2 separate regions of the Mus musculus genome follow, and region 1 is linked to region 2. A link is a contact called in public Hi-C data. All regions are on one chromosome and are shown on one strand. The core of a region is the stretch at or near the end of the contact, and the rest is flanking DNA. Distances in the headings are between cores, read along the strand shown. Region 1 overlaps Unc79 (unc-79 homolog). Region 2 holds the start of Unc79 (unc-79 homolog).

The links. Hi-C and Micro-C count contacts between places; a contact is called where the count stands out from the background.
Region 1: a Hi-C map of the N1E-115 cell line shows a contact between it and region 2, with 2.5 times the contacts expected there. The contact joins the enhancer-like site here to the promoter of Unc79 in region 2. A contact is called at or near these places in 3 of 39 promoter capture datasets (hippocampal neurons, neutrophils and stem cell-derived epiblast-like cells), 2 of 484 Hi-C or Micro-C datasets (the N1E-115 cell line and dorsal root ganglion neurons), 2 of 115 datasets of contacts at active chromatin or transcription factors (embryonic stem cells and neural progenitor cells) and 3 of 9 other capture datasets (adipose tissue, liver and pancreatic islet).

What each region holds. Positions count from the first base shown.
Region 1 is chr12:103,005,623-103,009,433 of GRCm38.p6, reverse strand. The region is part of intron 4 of Unc79 (unc-79 homolog); the gene reads right to left. Among named protein-coding and RNA genes, the nearest start is that of Unc79, 59 kb to the right of the region's middle. Within about 2 kb of position 2,378, at least 9 of the 459 cell types and tissues checked have an H3K27ac peak or open chromatin away from gene starts, as enhancers often do. A contact at or near this core is called in the N1E-115 cell line, where this site is marked.
Region 2 is chr12:102,946,495-102,950,415 of GRCm38.p6, reverse strand. Unc79 (unc-79 homolog) reads right to left here and starts at 1,557. Exons shown (of 49, transcript NM_001081017.2): 1 at 841-1,557. The coding sequence starts at 862.

The sequences.
Region 1 (3,811 bases), core at 1,129-3,628, 58 kb before region 2:
AATCAAGCAGGATAAACTGGAGAAAGAACTTTGAATCAAACACTTTCCATCTTTAGCCTTTTCCCTATATGGCTCTGTAAGGTACACTCCCGGAAATCCTAGCTCAGCCCGTGTGAGGAATGGGAAACTCTGTTCAATTGATAAGCACATGGGGTACGTCTCAGCAGGCTGGTCTTAGATCTGCCTTTGAGAAATTCTGTAAGAGGGGAGAGAAATAAAAAAGGGATGCCCAGGCCAGTACCCAGGGCTCAGAAGGATGAGCACATATACAGTACTCCTGTGCCCTTTGTTGAAGAAGAAAGGAATGCCTACTCGAACATAAAAACAGAAGAGTGCCTGCCTGTCTGTCTGTCTGTCTCCCCTTTTCATCTCTTCTCTCCCCTTTCCCTTCTTATCCCCTCCTCCCTCTCATCCCCTCTCCTTTCATCTGGTTTCCTCCTCTCCTCTCCCCCTCTCTTCCTCCCTTCTTCCCTCTCTTTCCTCCTCCTCCTTCCTCTCTCTCTCTCTCTCTCTCTCTCTCTCTCTCTCTCTCTCTCTCTCTCTCTCCCTCTTACCACATGTATAGTCTTTTGGTGACAAGTGTTTTCATCTTTATTTAAATTCAACTCAAACTTTTTAATAATAAGCATTTTTCAACAATGAAAACTGTTCAAAAAGGTTGAGAGCCACTGTGCCCGGAGGCCTTTATAAATGGGAGAGATGCCCAACTGTCTCGGATGATTTAAGTGAAGTCTGTTTGGAGAACTGCCCAGATGGCTTAGCGACCTTTGGATGTCCCTGTTACCTCTGCAAATCTATGCTGTCCCTCAAGTATGGCCATCCATAAAGCCAAGAGTTCCCCTAGGACACAAGCCCCAGGAAATTGGCTCCAATACTTATATAAACAGACAGCATCTTGCAATTTCAAAGCCTTCTACGAGACCAAATAAAATCACCATGGTTTTAATTTAATAAGCATGCACAAGCACACATCATTTACTGAATCTTGTTAAAAAGGCATGATGTAAACAGATACGTAGCTCAATCCCATGAGAGCACCAAAAAAAAAAAAAAAAAAAAAAAAAACCATAAAATGAAAGGGGAAAGATGAGTGTCCTCAGGAAATGTAATTTAGAGTTTCCAGGCCTTTCTGCTCTTCCCCCAGTAGCACAAGAACAGAAATTACCATCATGCCTTCCTCTCTTGAACAGTACCAATCCCTTAGCAAGTGCTGCATTTCATAATGTGCTGCATGTGTGGTTCTTACACACATACAGCCTTCCCAAGTGAGCAGATAACAAAAGCCATTCTATAAGTGAGAGGTGAACTAGCTGCAGGAAAGCACCAGCATTATCAAAGGGACAATGACAGTTCAAGACAAGGACAATTATAGCTAACTGTAAATCTAATGCTCCAGTCGCTCACTCAGTCAGTCAACACTACCTTTTTCATAGAAAATGCACCAGGCATCATTCGAAGCCCTTGTAGGTAGCTATGCATATTATTTAAGATGAAATAAGATTTAGAACTGCATCCTTCAGCCTCACTAGACACATCGTACATGCTTAGCAACCCCATATGATCGCGGCTGCAGCGTGAGGCAGCATAGAATTTTATGATGCATTTCCATTATCAGAGAAAGTTCTGTGGACAGTGTTGTTCCACAGAAAAGGACAAATATCCACCAGTGAGAGGCGAGAATCTGGGCAAGGAAACAGAGACAAGATAATGGGATGTTCTGCATTAGATTAGAAGGGAGCATCTCCAAAGATATGATCCTTCAGAGTGTCCAGTGGCGTGGCTCAGGGAGTAAAAGCTCTGGCTGTACAGGCCTGACAATACAAACTCCACCCAGAGCACACAGAAGAAAGTAGACGGAGTGGCTTGCATCAGAAGACCCAGAAACTCCTACAGCCAGAGCAGGCAGAGACTGGAAAACCCACAAGAAACCTTGGGCCACCTAGCCTGGGGTACACAGCCCAGTAGTGGAAGCAACAAAGGAGATCCTGCCTTAAAATGGTGCAGAAAACTGACACCCAAATGCTGTCCTTTGACCTCCCATGAATCTCTGTCTGTCTGTCTCTCTCCCCCAACTTTCTCAGTCACACACACACACACACACACACACACACACACACACCTTTCTTTGAAAGATGTGGTACTTGAACTGAGACCTAAAGGAAACACATCATGAGGACATTTAGAAGGGCTCCAAGACAAGGGAAATTGTATACAGTAAGCCTAAAGCCTGATGATGCCCTTATAAAACCACAGGAAGGCTGATGTGGACATGCAGACTGGTCATGTGGTAATACAATGACCACAACAGAGAGGTTGGCCACAGCCAGTGCATGCAGGGTCTGACGAGCTAAAGAAGGCCGCTGAACTCTAGTGTAAGAGTGACGGGAAGCTGGATGGCTTGGAGGAGGGAAATGACACGATTTAATCTACACGTTTGGAAGGTGACTCTGGGTTTGGGGTAAAGAACAGCTGATAGGAAGCCTAACCAGGGAAGTAGAGAGACCAGGTCTGAAGCTCTTAGACCGATCCAAGTAACCGCCACAGGACACGGTCCGAGATAGGATACATTGAAATAAACTGGCCTTATAGTCTTCTAGACGACAAAGACAAGGGAGTTACCTAGGGTGAGGAAACTCCTAGGACATGTGACATAGTCACTTCCTACGTTGGCCAGATAGCATTATCTGGATAGCAAAGCAGACTCTCTTCTCACAGGCCTTGAGCTATGCAAACAGCCCTTGGACAGTGCTCCATGAGGTACGGTCTCTGTTAAGAGAGAGCTATGACTTCAGAAGGCATCGACTACATTTGAAGAGAGGACCAGAGTCCCATGACTCATTAAAATACTTGCCAGTTGGGTTAGTGAAGAGCCATGAAAGCAAGATACCTAACTGTGCAGGTATCATGAGGGCAAGCTTGTGGTGGTTTTATGTGGGCTATCACATAAGCCATGGAAGGTCCGGCCTCTCCTGGATGGCCCTTGGCCTCAGTGTATAGGAGAGTGAATCCTCTGAAGAACATGAACAATCTCGGCAGACTAGTGTCAGTTTTTGCTGCAATGTGACATAATTATTATATCTATGATTTGCCTGTGCATTTGATCCATTACATATTTGTACAACGTTGTAGAATATTCAACTATTAAGTCTCATATGACTTTCTTCTCATGGTCTCACAACAAAGATGGGATGTAGGCAAGGGGAGCTATATTAGTGACAGTTTTATTTATAGCTAAGAGAATAAAAGTTAAACTAGGGAAAGAGAGCAACCAAAGGACTATAATTCTGCCCCCAATGAATCCTGATCCCAGACAGTTCTCACAGCAACACCTACCTCATTAGCTAGTAAGAGGACCAGGAATAGACATTATGTGATTATTCGCATGGCATCAATAGCTTGTCTTTTACTGTCTTTTGTCTGTGTAAGATTAGTTTTCATAAGACCTTAAAACTAAGCCGGGCGGTGGTGGTGCACATTGTTAATCCCAGCATTCAGCAGCAGAGGCAGGTGGATCTCTAAGTTTGAGGCCATCCTGATCTACAGAGTGAGTTCCAGGACAGCCAGGACCACACAGAGACCATAACCCTAGACCACATGTACCATGTAGTAGCCAAAACCAAACAATAGATGCCCCTTGGCCTAGAGCCCGGAACCAGATATTCAATGAAGTCATATATTGTTTTTAAGTCAACTCAAAGATCTGAAAGATCCTTTCTCTTTCCTAAGGGCCAGTGGCTGAGGAAATGTATGTCAGGAAAGAAGCTGCGTCAGATAGCACACAGAGTCCAAGGTGCGGCAATTCTTCAGCATC
Region 2 (3,921 bases), core at 308-2,807:
TGCACATTGCAATAGGAGTTACTATGGGGACCATGCTGGAAATGTCCTCCGTCCACATGGAGTTACCATGTTGTTACCAGCCAAGCACAGAGCCAGTCATTATTGGTACAACCAAATTCCTCCTGTGCTATTAGAGTTTGTGGAAGCTGCCCTACAAAGAAAGCCTGCTCTTTGGAAAAATCATTAGATCAATTAGATCATTTTCCCAATACCCCTTTCACTCTCTTGTAAGCCCCCACACAGTGGAGGTTAGTTGCTCCAGGGGAGCAGTGTTGCTATGCACGAGTTAATTTTCTTTATACTGAATGCAGAATTCAGCCTGCTCTCTGTTCCCTCCCCCCTCTCTCCCTTCTTGCCTCTTCCACCCGAAGTGGAAACTGCAGACTCAAACTCCCCGATGGCTCCAGCACCAGGAACTGGGCATGCTCAGAAGGCCAGGCAGGCTTTGGTTGCAACTGACAGTTCCCCGCCCCTGATTTGCCGCTGCCCCCCTTCCCCCACTCCAACAAGAGATACCGAAATGTTTATCTGAAAGATACGAGGCCTCTTTTTCCCGAGATTGACCCCATTTTAATTTCGTCTCGCGGGGTCTTCGGTCTGGAGAACCCCACTGCTAGCCCCAGTAGACTGCATTATTTTTCAGCACCGGGGACAGCGCCGCGCTGCCTCCGCCGTCCACCCTCCCCCACCTCCTTCCACCCCCCACCCGCCACCCGCCCCAACCTCAGCCCCCACCCCCGCACCAGCACAATGCCAAGGTCTCCCAGCAGCCGCAAACGCCGCAGCTGCGATAGCTCCCAGCCGGAGGCCGGGCCGAACGCCGGGCCGGCTGCTACTTACACTGCTCCGCTTTGGTGGACATGGTGCTGTCCAGATGGAAAGGCTTTGCCCCAAAATCTGTGTCGTGTGAGCTCCCTCGCTCCGCCAGCGATGTTGCGAGGAAAAGAGCGCATACCCCCCACCCCCCACCCCCTCGCTTTCCCCCTCCCTTAGGCCCGTGTCGCTACCATTCGGACAAAACGCACATCAAATTGCAGAATTCGGTCCCGGAAGGTTAGGAAATCGCCCCCGGAGAAATGGGTGGGATTTAATGGGCGGCCAAAGGCTTCCTGTCCGTCCCCTCCTGGAGCTGCCCGCGTGGATGTGGGCGGGGAGACCGAAAGGAGAGAGCGAGCTGCGGCTCCTGGTGAAATGGGAAAATGGGCTCGACCGGGGGAGGAGTATTTCCATTCATAAGGCGCACGGAGGGGCCGGGTGTTTCCCAGAGAAAAGCCTCTTAAAGTGCCGGAGTCCCCGACCATTTGGATCTCCCCATTGGCGTTCTCCAGGCCCGTAGATCCTGCGAGCGAAGCAGCCCCCGGCGCCTCGACGCGGTGACCGGAGAGGAGCACAGGTGCGTCCCACGCGCGTCTCAGCCTCCGGGAGGAAGGGCAGGGAGGCGGATCCGGGGCGGGCTGCACACAGCCGGGCCGGAGGGCGACGACAGTGCTCCAGAGGACTGCGAGGAAGGAAATGGAGAAGTAACCCTCTGCATGGCTTCCCGGCGTGCTGCGCTCCGTGCCCTCTGCCTCCCCTGGCGGATGGGCTCTCCTGCTGCTGAGCAGCGATGGGAGGTCCCAAAGCCAGGGGGCTGTGAGAAGACTTGAGGGGGTGTGGGTTGGAGCTAGGGAAAGGAGGAGATTTCCATAGATGGTAAAGGTGGAAGGTCCACAGAAAAGGAAGAGGAGAAACTGGAGACAGAAAGAACCCAGGTGTGCTCCTCGCAAGCAGTCCAGGCTGGGCGCCTGGGAGAAGCCCCTCTCTCTGCTGGGAAGCAGAAACCAATGGAAAAGGGGAGCGATCAAAAGGGCAACATGCATATTAATAGGAAGACTCCTGGAGAGTCCACCTCAAAGTAGAAAAGCACTAGAAGCCTGGGTTTAGGAGAACCAGATCCCAGACTCTGTTCCATTGCTTGCTATCCGTAAGCCTATGGTTCTTCATCATCTGTAAAATGGGAACAATAAAATCCGCCCTGCCGCCCGGAATCAATGGGCAGTGGAATAATACAACGGAAACAGAAAGACTAACTGCCAGTCATTAGAACCAGTCTTCACTCAAATCGTTCATTTGGAAAACTGGGCGGGGTGCGGGGGTGGGGGTGGGGGACAACAAGCATAGCAAACTGGTTTAGCAAAAGCAATAGGAACTGTAAGTTGATGAGCTATTTTTAATATGAAGAAAATCAATGTTCTTCCATCTCAGGAAGAATGATATGTAGGTTAAGGAAATACTAGTAAATTCCCTGAGAAAAGTACTAATTATCCAGATCTTTGACTATTAAAAACAAAACACTGGGAACAATTATCAAGGTATTCCAAGTGGCCTAGAAAACAGACGTCTAGGGAGCTGTCCGTGGTGCAAGTACTGTGGAGCTGTTTGACTGCGAACAAGGGGAAGGGATTTGGCGCCTGAGGATGCCCCTCCGACTGCATTCTTGGTAGGTAGCTTGAGGTACCTGCCCAGAGACCATCGCGCTCTACCACTGCTTACTCCCCAGACCACAGCCCCGTCTCAGGGAAAGACAAATGATTCTTTGAAGAACGACGGCGAACAGTTCATCTTGAGTAAATAAAATCAAAATACATGGAAGTGGTTCTGAACAAAATATGAATATAATGAACATTTCTGAGAAAATGACAAGCGTTTTGTGTGATTAGAGGAAAGCTCAAGGATTTATTCCAAAATTTCTGGGAAGCTGGAGGCATTAATAAAGAAAACAGTAATTGAAATTTGAAAGAAAAAAAAAGTAGCTTGGACAAACACAGAACAAAGGAAGAAATACGTCTTGGAAATAATTCCCCCACCCCCTGCCTGATGTTGCTGCTGTTTGTCACTGAACATCTATCTCTACATTGAGAACCAGCTGCTGCTGAGGTCGTGCCCACCCGGGGGAATCCCGATCTGGGTTTCAGACCTGCCTCTTGTGCTCTTACGACCTTTCACTTTCTTATGCTTTGATTTTTCTCATCAAAACAAAACAAAACAAAAAAAAAAAACAGTATGGTGATAGTCCTATCAAAAGTTGTTGTCAAGATTACATGAGTATACTCATGAGAGTCCGGAGCTTCCAAGCACACTTGAACAGCAGTTGTTGTTGGCAGTGCTGCTCAGAATGCCCGCAGGCCTCCAGTCTATTTGGATCAGTTCTCTTCTTGTCCCTTTCAAAGTCCTTAATCATACACACCATTGACACTATTCCTCAGCCTTGACTCTCACTACTTCAGGCTTGACTTGTGAGGGTTAATTCACCAGCCCGGACAGTCTCCACACCCAGTTTCTCCATACCAGCACAAGCTCCGACTTACTCCTCTGGGGAGACGTGACCTTCCTTATCTTCATCTTCTCCCCTTCCTTTTCCCCCTGCCCTTAGCCTTTCTTACTACTTTTTTGTCCATTGCAGAAATTGGAAAATCTGGACTAGCCATCCTACTACATTAGCAGTGCACATCACTACCTTCTAGCTGCATTGTTGTGCCTACCTGAGGTCCACTCCTGGCCACAATAGATACTTGCAGGAGTCTTTGATAATTCTCTGCTACCCGTGACAGTTATTTTGTCTCTTGGGGCCAGCATTCAAAGTATCTCCTTATTTCTTTCTAAAACTCCCTTTTCATGGGGCTGGAGAGATGACTCAGCAGTTAAGAGCACTGACTGCTGTTCCTAAGGTTTTGAGTTCAATTCCCAGCAACCACATGGTGGCTCACAACCATCTGTAATGGGATCCAAAGCCTTCTTCTGTTGTGTCTGAAGACAGCTACAGTGTACTCATATAAATAATAAAAATAAATAAATAAATCTTAAAAGAAAAGAAAAGCCCTCTTCATTCGACTTCTGTGATATAATGTTCTTCAAATCTTTCTCCAAATGTTTTCCTTCTAC